Regions from separate parts of the Mus musculus genome. Here region 2 is linked to region 1. Evidence: chromatin contacts called from public promoter capture Hi-C data. All regions are on one chromosome and are shown on one strand. Each heading gives the region's core, a stretch centred on a gene start, on an enhancer-like site or on the middle of the called end of the contact. The rest is flanking DNA. Distances are from core to core; before and after follow the strand shown. Region 1 holds the start of Grpr (gastrin releasing peptide receptor). Region 2 overlaps Car5b (carbonic anhydrase 5b, mitochondrial).

Region 1 (4,132 bases), core at 1,216-3,715:
GCAGTTTTCCATTTCATGCCCTCCCTTTCCATGCTGTTCGCCTCCCCGAGGAGACAGTAAACACCATCTGGACCACTGCATTCACCAGCCCGGAAACCCAAATCTCTTCTTCCTATCAAGAAAATTATGCTCAGCCTGACGTGCCCTCCACCAGTGGGAACCAACCTTAGAGCTTTTGCCAGCCCTGAAGTTTGCTGGCCCTGAGTGAACACAGAAAGTGTCTGTGGTCATTAGTACCTTAAAGGTAAATAGGCAGGGTGCAAGCAAGATGAGGGTGTGTGGAGAAACCCTGTCTGGTCCACACGATAACCTCATTTCTGGACCATTACTTTTCAGGCTCTGAGAATATCATCAGTGCTGAGCAGTGTACTTTAAATAGCTTAAGTTAAACACATGGCCACAAATACTGATAACACTGGCTTTATTTGTCCATTACTTGTGAAGGCCAGCTCACCTGAGGACGCTTTGTTCTTTTATAGCAGGAGACTCAAGCACCACAAGTAGTAAAGGAGAGGCCCTCTACTTCAGATTCTAAACTTTACAGAATTGCAGCTATACTTTTTCCAGTATACACTCTGGTCCTATGTATTTTTAACATACACCATATAGTTGACTTAAAGATAACAATGTATAACCTCTGGTCCAATAAACCTGGGTTTTTTTTTCTTAATTTAGAAATTTAGCTAGATACTAGATACAACATATTGTATCTAGTAGTCTAATCATTTCTGTGTTCATTCTTCAGAACATAAGATACAATCAACAACATGTGTGAATATCCTTCACATATATCTTTACTTGCCTGTTCAAGCATGAGTTTTCTTTTTCTTTTTAACATGGTAGATATAGATATTTGACAAATACAGGTTTGAAATATATATATATGTGTGTGTGTATAATCACATGTGTGTTTTCCAGATGTGCATTTTTCAGAATAACAGAAGACACTCAGCCTCACCAAGATACAAAGATATTGTACATAGAAGGACAGTCAACCTTGAACTCGCTTAGCTGGGCAAAAGGGAGCAAACATATTTAAAGTCATTGAAGGGAGACTTGGAAAAATTCACACACAACTGTTCTGTTCAGTCATACCTAAAAATGAACTGTAAGAAAAGTTAAGACTGTCCAAGGAAGACAAAATTCAGAGAAATGGAGCCTTTGTTGTTGTTGTTGTTCTTTCTCAAAGGAGATTTTACAGAGGGTCAGTGGGAACTTCTCTATTTTCTGAAGGATTCTGAATTGCTTCTAAAAAACACTAGCCTGAGGTTGAAACTGTAGGGTAGGATTGTCCTTCTCACTGTTCAATTAATTTTTCAGAGAAGGAGAAGACAGGGAAAGGCAATGATTTTTCTTCAGAAAAAAAATGCCCCTCAGTCTCAGGCTTAGAGATTTAATTCTCATTTGTCTCCTCGGGTCTCCACCATTCTCTCATTTTTCTTTTCTTAAACTAATATGCCAAACTCCAGAAGTAATTTTCAGAACAAAACCATGCCTGGAAGGGATTGTGAGTTTGAGTAAAAGTTCCCTTTAGGGTAGACAGCTCTCTCATGTGATTCACTGAGTGGTCCGCCACCCCAAGAGAGGATATAACTTCCAATGAGTACTTACCTGTCAGCTGACAGTGCCGTAAGTGTGAAGACAGACACCCCCACTGAAGTAAGTTGTATAAAGGGGATCAGTTTGCAGCCAATTCTGCCAAATAGCCACCTGTCAGCCAGGTACTTGCTGGCATCCACAGGGGCGCATGTCACCAGCAGCAGCAGGTCTCCCAAAGCCAGGCTAGAGATGAACAGGTTTGGCACGTTTCGCATGGACTTGACCGTGCAGAAGATCTTGATGAGCGTGATGTTGCCAATAAGACCTATCACGATGATAAGCCCATAAACTGCAGGGATGACATAGATGAAGCCCGGGTGAAACCAGTTGTCCATCTTGGGGGGACTCAGACTTTGATTGAAGGTGTCGTTGCAGGACAGGAAAGGGTCCACGTCCAAGTTCAGGTGGGAACAATTATTTGGAGCCATCTCAAAGCTTCTCTCTTCAAATGCGCCTTCAAGATGCTGCTTTGTAACTTCTGGGTTTTTCAGTTAGGCGCTGAAGGTTTGTCAGTTAGGCTCGCTGATCTGTGTGAGCCTCTTGATCTCTCTTTAAAACACTCTGAATTCACACACACACACACACACACACACACACACACACACACACACTGGTATTCCAAACTCTAGCTCAGTTTGTTGATGTTGGTTCTGTCCCAGCCTTCACACCACCAGCAAGCAATACATCTGTACATTCACTAAGTTAACAAGCAACAGAAACTCAGCCTGAAGAAAAGCTTAGAATTAAGCCCACTTTGTCTCAGCTCTTCCTACCTCCATCCTAGACTGAGTCTCTCTGGCTGCAGTTTACTAAGAACTTTTGGATTGCTATTTTCACACAGCATTTCCCGTCTTCCCTGATTTGTAGAACCTGAAGGTTTAAAGTGGGTAGAAAAAAACTGCACCAAGAAAGCCTCCAATCCTATAGGCAGGATGCTTTGGACGTCACTGGCTTCCCTAGCAAACGGCAGCTCTCCTGAGCTGCCGCTCTGAAGTGGAGCCAGGACCATGTATAGACAGCGAATGCCAGCCCCCTGCTGGACGCTTCAATCACTGCCCAGCTGCCTGCTTTCTTCAAATGAGAATCAGGCAGCAGATCACAACTCCTAAGTGGCTTAATAGATAGATACCTTTGCCTTTTCATTTAAGCTGGGAGCACCTAATAGCAGGCATTTAATAAATGCTGTTCGCTGCAAAGTCTGGGAATATCTCTGATACTATCTCCATGAGTTCAGATGTGACTCAGGACCCTCCTGTTTCTAATCTTTACTAATGTATTAAAATGGGACATCTAGGTCTGTGTGTGAGCTGTCCCAGTTAGTTCCCTCGGAATAGGGACTGCTACGGAGAACTGCATGCACGGACTCACACCTTAAACCTACAGCAACAGACTTCAGGAAAACCAGAAGTACGGTGCACATGTGCTCTTTCTTGAAAACTTCCCAAGCCTCTGACTATGGAGCCAGCTGCAGGCTCAGCACACATAGATCAATGGATGATCTTTTTCAAACCAAATTTAAAGCGCATTATTTTCTTTTGATCTAAAAATCATATGAGCTGGCTTTTTGGTGTAGCTTTTTGCATTTTTGGCAAGCTGTCAATTTCCTCCGAAGTATACAACGGTTGTAGATTCTCTCAAGAAACAGGAAACAAGAGACAGAGGGGGTGGGGAGCTAGTGAAAGAAATGAGTTATGGTCAAAGGAGTGCTGAGAAATACTCTATTAAAATGCTATCAGAATGAGACTTGACCTTTTGCTAGCACTAACAAGTACATCATAAGGCTATACCTTTATGGTATCTATTGAGCCGGTCCTTTTTGATATGTGTCAGAAAGCTAGTTAATAACAGACAGTGCTAGGGAAAGGCTCATATTTCAGGACCCATAATAAATAAAGAAAACTGCTTGATACCATGTCAGGGCCCACCCAGAAAGCTTCCAAAGGCATTGCCATGTACCTTTGCAGCATTTGATGGCCAGGTGACTGTGGTGCCCTTTTGGTAACATGAAAGAGTCCTTGTAGGCAGCAGTCAGAAGATTGATGATGCTACATGCTTGCAGGTAGAAGGGTTTCTTAGTGGAGTCCAGCACTGCCAGGATTGAGCCAATAAACATGAGTCTAGTGGTGTCAATCAGTTGCTAGAAGTACAACTTATTGATACAGGACATGAGCTTCAGTCCTGACAGACCCACCCATTTATTACCTTGGCACATTGCTTGGGCACACATCTTCAGGTTCAAGTTCTTTATTTGTAGAGCAGGGATAATTTATGAAATTCAATAAAAAACCATCCCTGGTAAGACTGTATAGTATTTATTCCATTTGATTAATTTTAGCTACTTACCACTATTACCATGATCACCATTTGGGGATTGAAGGGAAAAGATTTGCTTGGGAACAGCTCAGAAGACTGATTGATCTCAAATCAATAGACAGGAGTTCCACACACACCAGTGAATCATCAATTCCTCTGTTTACTTAAGAGGAATGTATAGCTGCCATGTACTACATATGTAAGAAGCTAGAGAGCGGCA
Region 2 (4,132 bases), core at 1,210-3,709, 460 kb after region 1:
GCCATCCAGATCTTCCTTGGTCAAAACTCACTGTATTTACTTCTACGGCACTCAGCACCCAAACATTCCTCATGGAACACTCGTTTTCTTTATCTCCTTGTGTCCAAGCCCACAGACACTATGTCCTACACCTTTTCCATAGGCTCCTGGGCTACACTTGGTACTGGGAACAGTGAAGGCACTAAATGTTTGTATTAGTCAGAGAGAAATACCAAGCAGGCAATCTGAAGTTCACCTTCAGTGTCTTCTCTAACAGGTAAGCTGGTTTACCCCCAGTACCACCTTAGTTCACGCAATCAGACCTGCCTGGTTTTCTCCCATTTTAAATGACTCTCAAGGGCTTAGGCAAGCATGAGTGAAGCCGTGGGTTCAATCCGTAGCACCTCATAAATGAGGTGTGGTGGTGAATGCCTGTAATCCCAACACTCTGGAAGCAGGAGACTCAGAATTTCAAGGTCATCACCTTTCACATAGTGAGTTTGAGGTCATCCTGAGCTACAGGAAACCCTGTCTTAAAAGCTCACTCAGCCCCTACTTGTCTACTCTTACTCAGTAGCACTCACTCTCTTGTTGAAACCAAACTTTACTCTTGAGGTTTTAGCTAAAGCAAAACACAAAATCTCAGCAACATGACTGTCTAAACATGGCTCGAACAAGGATAACAACGGATGTGCTACGGTGGACAGAGGAAAGCTTACAAGGACTCAACCCTAGACAAAGATACAGGTCACCAAGGAATCCTGAGAGCAGGAGAAATTGTCTTCCCCAGGAAAGAGCACACCAAGTGATTATCCAATACCAACAGTCATCCCTGAAATCGTACATACAAGTAACAATATCCAGATTGAGAAGGTTATACTTGCATATTTCGGAATATATATGTATATATGTATGTGTATATGTGTATATGTGTATGTGTGTGTGTGTGTGTGTGTGTGTGTAGCCATGAATTTGAAAATAGCAAGAAGTAATACATGGGAGGGTTTGGGAGTAATAAAGGCAGGGAGAGAATAAAGTAACTATATCATAATCTCAAATATTAAAATTTTTCTAGAGGGGACATTATAGTTGTTGGCCAGAAAGAAAGCAGTCCAGGCACAAGTTGCTGCAGTCCACCGAAGCAAGGCTTGATAGCAGTTGGGAAAATGTCTGCAAGCTCTAGAAACCCGGAGCATTTACAAAATGACAACATGAGGAAAGAAGTTATGCTATCGATATTGAACTTCCCATGGGATCTAAATGAAAGGAACAGGGCTACATGGCACACAGACAGCTTTGGGACAGGAAGACAGCCGGTAAAGAGATGCAGCTCTCCTTCCTCCTCCCAACGATCCTCCCTTCCATTCTTAGGCTCTCTGTCATTAAATTAGAATAGCTCAGATTATTGCTCTGGTCCCTCTCTGCACCTGAGCTTTTCAGTGTGATACTCACTTAACTATGTGTAAACCGAGATGCGCTATAAATGAATGACTCTAAGATCTTTGAAGACTTAGCAAAAAAAAATTCACTTATAGTTCTTAAAGTAATTTCATATTAGAAATATAATATCTTTAATATAGTAGATTAATGAAAATATATTAGAATTAACTTATCTAATTTGTACTTTTTAATTTTTATTTATTGACTGCATATGGGTACTTTGCCTACATATATGCAGTTTTATCTACATTTATGTCTGTGCAACATGTGCATGTCTGGAGCTTGCAGAGATCAGATGTCAGGTGACCTGGAACTAGAGTTATAGAGTCTGGTGCTGGGAATTCAACCTGGGTCCTCTTGAAGAGCAGCCAGTACTCTTAACCACTGAATTCTCTCTCTAGTCCTTACTTGTACTTAAGAAAAATGAAGTCACTAGAAAACATAACTGCCTGTATGGCTCATATATATGGCTCATGTTACACAGCTATTGGACAACACCAGTTATGAATAATTCTTACACTGTTAAATTCAACACCTGTTAAATACATCAACATCCAGAATATACTGGATTAAAAAATACATTACCAAATTAATTAGTTTCCTTTTCAATATTCTAACCCACACTGCCTCTCTAGCCTGTCTTTTTCATGAGGGAAAGCACAGCACCAAAGACCTTCTTAGTAGGCTTTGACCTTAAGCCAGGGTACAAACAATGGAGTACGCAGGCTCTCATTAAGGCTTTACCAACACTCGCAGAAGCACAAGTCTCCTTGCTGGACTGTCAGGGCTATGGGGAAAACTCTGACGATGAACTGACTAATCAGTGGAATCACATGGCACTGCTGCCACAGGGAATAAAGCCTGCATTTCCTGTGCTAGCTCCAGGGCTTCCTGTTAGTCCCCAGGAGCCGCAGACGGCCTGAAAATAAAGAAATTCCATGGAGCTCTCAATCTTAAATACTTAAATACCAAGGAGTTATCAATGTGGTTTTGGTCTGGTTTGGTTTTGAGACAGGTTCTCAGTCTGTAACTTAGGCTGGCCTGGATCCACACTCCTCCTGCTTTGGATTTCTGAATACTTGTGCTGAAAACACAAGCGTGAGTTGTTATACCAAACTTAAAAAAGAAAATCCTTTAAATGGGCTGGAGAGATGGCTCCGCAGTCAAGAGCACCTGCTCTTCTTGCAGAGAACTCAAGTGTGGTTTCCAGCACCAACATGGGGAGACTTAGAACCATCTGTAACTCCAGTTCCATTAGATCTGACTCCCTCTTTTGGCCCCAGAGGGCACCCACACACATGGCATGCATACACATGAATAAATATAATAAAATTTAGCTATATAAAAGAAGAAAGTCTTAAATGTGCTTATTGATTTAGTTTTGTCTAACTATGTTTATTTGTTGATGCTGGGATTACCACACACAGCTTTAGCCACTGTCCACCATGCCCAGCTAAATAGAGATTGTTAATAGAACTAGAGCTTATTAAAAGACATTTTCAATATAGTTTTCTTTTGGAGACAGGGTCTCACTATGTATCTGGAACTCGCAGAGATTTGCTACCTCTACCTCCCAAATACTGGATTAAAGGCATGTGCCACCACTCTTGGTTTAATACGGAATTTTAAGTATGTAAGTTAAAATTTAAAAAAAAAAGGATAAAATAAGACATACCCAAGTATGAGCTTCTTAAAGAGAGTATCCTAAAGAAGCTTTTCTTTCCTGTCAGATTATGTATGTATGTATGTATGCATGTATGTATGCATTTATGTATTTTTATTCGTGTGTCTCTGTGTGGTATGTGTGCCTGAGGAGACCAGAAGAGGGTGTCAAGTCCTCTGCAGCTTGAGTTATAGGTGGATGTGCGCTGGCTGTCCCACATGGGTGCTGGTCCTCTGCAAGTGCAGCTTAACTGCTGAGCCATCTCTCCAGCCCTCTGAGTAAGCCTCACAGAGAAGACAATGCTGTAAAAACTCTATACAGAAGCATTCAGGAGAATTGATTTGAAGGATGGAAACTTCCAGTGTGGTAACTATTAGGTACACATGGTTCTAAAATAGTAATGAATTTAAATTGGCATGTAAATACATGAGACTTGCGACGACATTTTTTTCTTTTCCTTCCTGTCATTTGTTTCTTCTTCTGTTTTATCTTTGTAATTTCATGGGTTTATTTTTTTTTTTAGTGGCTGTATTAGATACAGTGATGTTCAATAATTTTAATAGTCCTCTTCCTTACTTAAAGAAGCCAGATGTGATACACAGCTGTAATCCCAGCATTCAAGAAATGGAGAGAGGAGAATCAGAAATTCAAGGGCAACTTCTGCTACACAGCAAGTTTGAGGCAAGTCTGGGGTATATGAAACCCTGTCTCAAAAGGAACAAACAAACAAACGAATAAATAAATAAATAACTATAGGAAGACTGAGACCATCAAGCACCACTAATGTAATAATAAGTTTGCCCCATTTTTATGCGCCATGATCTTCTTTATGCCTTTCATTAAATTAAAAATCACTAAATCATCAAATTCATTTTCCCGTGTTTTAGGTTCTTACGCCTAATTTTGTTTAATGTAACAATTAAGCTAAATGGCACTCTGAGTAAAACTAATTTTATTTTCATCTCTGGTAATAGGTATATAGCCTATTAAGTCTTTAAGAGTTACTGACTGCATCTCAGGAAAACAGTAAACAGCAATTTGAATAGACAG

The links. Promoter capture Hi-C pulls out the DNA fragments that hold promoters and counts their contacts.
Region 2: a contact with region 1 is called in a promoter capture Hi-C map of trophoblast stem cells, with 3 times the contacts expected there. The contact joins the enhancer-like site here to the promoter of Grpr in region 1. A contact is called at or near these places in 12 of 39 promoter capture datasets (the 3T3-L1 cell line, the C10 cell line, the HPC-7 cell line and 7 more) and 5 of 484 Hi-C or Micro-C datasets (the HPC-7 cell line, Sertoli cells, cardiomyocytes and 2 more).

The regions. Positions count from the first base shown.
Region 1 is chrX:163,547,271-163,551,402 of GRCm38.p6, forward strand. It overlaps Grpr (gastrin releasing peptide receptor), which reads right to left and starts at 2,466. Exons shown (of 3, transcript NM_008177.3): 1 at 1,612-2,466. The coding sequence starts at 2,027.
Region 2 is chrX:164,008,347-164,012,478 of GRCm38.p6, forward strand. All of the region lies in intron 2 of Car5b (carbonic anhydrase 5b, mitochondrial), which reads right to left. Among named protein-coding and RNA genes, the nearest start is that of Car5b, 18 kb to the right of the region's middle. Within about 2 kb of position 2,460, at least 4 of the 459 cell types and tissues checked have an H3K27ac peak or open chromatin away from gene starts, as enhancers often do. A contact at or near this core is called in trophoblast stem cells, where this site is marked.